Regions from separate parts of the Mus musculus genome. Here region 1 is linked to region 2. A link is a contact called in public HiCAR-type data. All regions are on one chromosome and are shown on one strand. The core of a region is the stretch at or near the end of the contact, and the rest is flanking DNA. Distances in the headings are between cores, read along the strand shown.

Region 1 (2,791 bases), core at 75-2,574, 78 kb after region 2:
AATGTGTAGGACCAAAATACCTATAATTGATGTGGAAATTTTAGTATGAAAAAAAATAATTCTAAAGAAAAGATAGTCCACACAAAAGTATGATTTTTATTCACAATTGCTTGAAAATAGAAGTAATCAGCATATCCTTCAATGGTAAGTGAGAAATATGAGACAGGGATGTGATGAAATATTACTCATCAGTAAAAAGAATTAAGTTCCCAGGCAACTAAAAGGCTATATTGCAGGGCCAAAGATGGCTTAGTGGTTTAAGAGTACTGGTTGCTCTTCCAGAAGATCTGTGTTCAGTTCCCAACATCCACATGACAGCTTACAACCACAGGTTCTCCCAGTACTAGAGATCTGGCACCCTCCCCTGGCTTCCATGGACTGGAATCACCAACATGATATCATATATATGTGTGTGTGTGTGTGTGTGTGTGTGTGTGTGTGTGTGCACGCACGCGCGCACGTGTGTGTGTATATATATATATATATATATATATATATATATATATATATATATATATATATACACACACACACAGGCTACATGCCCCCACATAGACAATACGAAATTGAACTAAACATTATATTTCTAAGTAAAAGAAGCCATCATGAATAGACTTTATTCTTTACTATTCCAACTATGACTTTCAGAAAGAAGACCAACTACAGAGATACTAAGAAAAAATAGTAGTTGAATGGATTAGGATGTGAGACTAGGAGAGAAAAATGAAGCATAAAGAGTTTAGCTCCATGAAATACTTCTGTGTGATGCTCCAATGGTATGTACATGGCATGCACCATAGAAATGAAAAGACAAATGAACTCTAATATAAGTTGCAAAATGGGTTTTAAACATTAATAATCATATATGCATATTGGTATATCAATTATAACACACTGTAATAACTGGAGAAACTAGAGAAAGACCCATGTGGAAATTCGATACATCTTCCTGAATGGACTTTTGGAACTTCCCTGAAATAATTCTTTCCAAGAGTCTCCTGCTTCAGTTTATCCTGGAAAGAAGAAAAGAGAATTTCAGATACTAGGCAAGGTTCTTCCAGAGAAGGAAATTTCTCAAGGGTCAAGGTAAAACTATATATTTAGTCTTGAGCATGTCACAGGCTACAAGAGATGGAGGAGCTGTGACAAAACCACTTTTGAGGAGGTTCTATAAGTTATATACTAAACTGGAGGGAAGTTCAACTTGGAGGAGGTCTGACTAATATGTGACTAAGAACTTTCCAGGAGACATGATCATATATAGCTGAGACCTCATTGTCTATGCAGAGAAGTAGCACTCACCTTGGAGAATGCAATACTTTGAGATCTGGGTGACTCATGCTCCCATAGCAGAGGCTGTGGATGACTGGCTTTGCAGGTCATCACACTGCACGTAGGCTGGCTTGCTCAAGGCTTCTCACAAGGGCTCCCACATATGTGAGGGACAGAGGGGAGGATTGCATGAGGTAGGACTGACTGAGCAGGCCTGTGAGTACTCAAATTCAATCATATTTTTATCTATCTGAAAAGTATGCCAAAATATGTGGTGGTACCATTTTGTTCTCTACAGTTCTTCTCTGGGTCTTTATTAAAAAGGGAAACCCAGTACTATTGTGGGAAGTGAAACATTTAACATTTTACCCAGTCCCTGAAGGAGACATCACTGTCTCCTGAGTAAAGAAAAAGGAACCCAAGCTTGCAGAGTGAGGCAGCCTGCCTTGCAGCACTTAGCTGGGTCATGCTGTAGTTGTTATTCTTCATAGCGGGACTGCTGACACATTTAAGTGCATTGGTTTTTTGTTTTTGTCACATGGGAAGGCCAGAGAAACTTGTAGACCTCGAACTATTAGTTTCTAGCATTTTCATTTACTGAAGTCTTTCTTTGAACTTTCATCTACACTTCCTGTATATTCCATGATGTTTCTATATTTCCAGAATCTCAGCCTCAGAATAATTGAAAATTTCTTCTTTCACTTGGCTATAAATCGACTGGTGAAGGCACTGGTGTTAGAAATGGAAGAGGTAGTACTCAGAAGTCGAGCACTGTTAGCATATACAAAACACTTGCTTTAATCACCAACAGATCGATACCATAGGCTTCCCTACAACATGCTGAACATTTGTCCTGCAATTTCATTTAATTCTGAAAACCTGAGGAAAATTTCCCAGTGTTGCTCCCTTTATACAAATAAAGAAAATGTTGGGAATGATTAACCGACTCTTTAAAAAGCTGAGAGCCTGGTGTCCACCAAGATGACTTCTATACTCTGGATTCCTTGAGCTGCTACTTGTAATATTGTGGTGATTACTCAATTTAAGTAGATCAAAGCAGAATTTGAGCATCTTCCTATAACATTCTTTGTGGTTTTTGGAGGACATTACAAAGCTAAGTACACCCCTTGTTATGTCTGTTTTTTTCCGATTGTTTCTCTCATGAGAGCTTGATATTTTCCACAGGAGACGATTGGTTTATATTCCCAGGAGCCATGACTGAGGATGCTCCCGCCCTGAATACCTTTGATTCTTTTTAACCACAAGTTGGAGGATATGTGAAATGGATGGACAAATATCCTGAATAGCTGCCCTTTAAATTCCCATCATGCTCCTCACACCACAAAGCATTCTACATTATCCAGAAATCAGGAGTCTTTTGAAAGAATGCAGTAGAAGCTTCAACCCCAGGTGGTGACACACAGGGAAAAAAATGTCCTTGGGATTCTTACCCTGAGCTTTCTTAAGAAGTCTACAGAAGACTAGGAGATAAGATGAAGCTGGATTTGAGAGGGCCAGC
Region 2 (2,700 bases), core at 97-2,596:
CATAGGTTTTAGTGAAGACACTTCTTAAATAACCTCCTTTGAAATCAAAGTTTTAGTGTCATTTAGGGTGCTATAAGGAGCACCACAGAGCACCTTAACGCACTTCTTAAATAATAACAAAGCATTTAGGCATTAGTATTATGAAGAGCCTCTTACATTAGAGCATATCACCAATGATCAATGGAGCACTGAATCTTGGGGATTTCTGTAAGTGTTCAGGTGGGAAGAGGGAGGTCATGGTTGCATTTGGACTACTGAGATCAATGAAGCTGAAAACATCCTTATTGTAGGATTTCTTAGAGTCGTAGGTACTCCAGTATCCATTGTGAACAACCATGGTAGTACTCTAGAAGAGGATATTTACAGCAGGGTATGACCATGGCCTTCTGCCTTCAGGCAGCATCTCTTCTTAGGTGCACAAATTGCAGTGTGATTTCATATATAATGGTGATCTAAATACAATACACTGTAAAGGAATATACATGTACAATTTCCTTCAAATGAAATTGATTTCATAACTAGTAAGAATTCGAGTTATTCTTTTTCTAATTGTCTTTGGCTTTAAGGCTTGTCAGAATTCGGCTCATTAAATTCATCATCTCTTCTTATGAGGGAGCGTTGAGGACAACTTCACTGGAGTGGCTCACCCACACACAGCCCCCAAATCAGGCTGTTCATCATCCGACTGTTTTTTTCTTCAAGCACACAAAGAAGGTATTTTCTCCTGGGTAGGGGCTTCCCCTGACCTCCCACCCACCTCTGTTAGGTTGAAAGTCATCCCCAAAGAAATGTGTCATTCTTGGAACAGAACATCCTTCAGTAAAGGCTCACTGAGTAATCATTCAGCTAGACGTATAAATCTACCCGAGGGTCGGAAAAACCCACAGTTAAAGAGAATAATGGGTAAAGCCTTGCGTTCCAGGATATTAAAAATAGACATAAGCACAGAAGTGGTTTGCTGCTGTGAAACAAAGGGAATTCTTCAAAATACAATATGAAACTAGTCAATAAACTCCCACCTGGGGCATGATTAACTCTTTAGTCACTCAAGGAGGTCATCTCTCCCTCTTACTCAGGGTAGGATGGTAGTTAATATACCCTGAGCCATTTCCTGTTGGCTTCATAATGCTGATGGTAAACACAAGCTTTCCTTTCTGCCTTTCTTTATTCCCTTATCCCCTCCTTTGTGTGAGTATAATGTTGACCCTGCAACAGACATTACATAAAAAAAAAAAATTATGGGAACTCTGAATTCTCTCCTGAGTCATAACATCCTACCTGAAGCCAGACAGGCCTGGCCCAGGGAATAACGCTGACACCAGCCTAGCTCTATAGGTTGGAACTGAGCAGAGAGCTGTCCTTGTTGCAGAGGCTGGCGGGGAGGTTTCTGCTGGGTGGGCTAGGCACAGGTCCAACAGTGATCAACATGTTCTCGTCACGATTCAGGCAGCCGCCTGGCACTAGGGGAATCCAAGCTGGATCCACCCAACAGGTGGGCAGTGACTTGCTCAGAAAATCAGTCTGTCTAGGGACTTGCTTATCTAAAAGGCAGATTATACAAATGCTAAGAACTTTGGCTTCTAGTCTGATGCTGACTCGGTTTGACTGTGAGACTGTGGTCAAGTTATTCAAACAGATGTGATTATGACTTTTCAACGGAAGGCTTGAAATAAGAATAATCTGTAACACTTTCAGTACTCACTGTATGCTAAACAACTCTTTTTAATCCAGTATTATTTCTATCTGCATTTCATATATGGAGAAATTGATTCTCAGGCCACCAGCTGGTAATGATAAACCCAGATCTGACTTTATGGGACTACTTTATAGCTATATGCTAATTACTTAGAGAATTCCAACCATTCCCTAGTGATACTGCCATGCTGGAGGATGCTGAGGCAGCAGCTACTATTGTTAGTAAGGGGTGAGGATGATCTTCATAAATCCTGATTATTAATGACAGTCTTGATTATTAAAAGACAGTGATAGATAAAAGAAACGTTAAGGTATTCTCAGTTATAAGGCCCAGCTGAGGGTCTCCTTGATGTGTTAGAAAGGGCACTGAAATTGATTGTTCCTGTAGACCAGAACTCAATCAAAGTCAAGAGCAGAACAATCCATGGAATTCTGACTTCAAAGCAAAGCACCTTACAAATTGGGAGATAACAATGGAGGGTCTCAGAGTCAGACCTTGGTCCGGGATGCTGGATTATTATTCTCCTCAATCTTAAAAATTAGAAAAATTTGGCTCCATGGTACATGCAAGGTGATTGAATCTCAAGATAGCCAAGAGACTGCAGGAATCATAGGGACTGTGGGCAAGGACAGAAACAACTCCTGTTTAGAAGCTCAAGCTGGACTTACAGGGAAGAGATTAGTGGAATCCTGGTGATTAGGCACAGAATAGAAACCAAAATTCCTATCAGGTTATTTATTTGGTAGTATGGTAGTTATACCATGCAGTCTAGAATGAAGTGGTATCGAGTAGTATGGTATGGCAGTGAAGAATACTGTAATACAGAGCATTGTGCAGTACATCTGATGAGGAACAGTTAAGTTTAGTATAGTGTAGAATAGGTTGTGGGGTGCTTTTGGATAACACAGCATGGGGGAATAATGATAGTGTCTGCTATGCTCCCTGTTGCACTCATTCTGCCTCAATGCAGTCTCATGTAATGCAGAAAAAGAAGACTATTGAGC

The links. HiCAR-type assays count read pairs that join an accessible place to other places.
Region 1: a contact with region 2 is called in a HiCAR-type map of Th17 cells, with 4 times the contacts expected there. The contact joins two enhancer-like sites. A contact is called at or near these places in 10 of 484 Hi-C or Micro-C datasets (3T3-L1-derived adipocytes, the G1E-ER4 cell line, Th1 cells and 6 more) and 3 of 115 datasets of contacts at active chromatin or transcription factors (CD8 T cells, Th17 cells and Th2 cells).

Annotation. Positions count from the first base shown.
Region 1 is chr13:16,737,172-16,739,962 of GRCm38.p6, forward strand. No RefSeq gene overlaps it. Among named protein-coding and RNA genes, the nearest start is that of Gm25020, 470 kb to the right of the region's middle. Within about 2 kb of position 1,325, at least 46 of the 459 cell types and tissues checked have an H3K27ac peak or open chromatin away from gene starts, as enhancers often do. A contact at or near this core is called in Th17 cells and embryonic fibroblasts, where this site is marked.
Region 2 is chr13:16,658,650-16,661,349 of GRCm38.p6, forward strand. No RefSeq gene overlaps it. Among named protein-coding and RNA genes, the nearest start is that of Gm31711, 400 kb to the left of the region's middle. Within about 2 kb of position 1,347, at least 27 of the 459 cell types and tissues checked have an H3K27ac peak or open chromatin away from gene starts, as enhancers often do. A contact at or near this core is called in Th17 cells and embryonic fibroblasts, where this site is marked.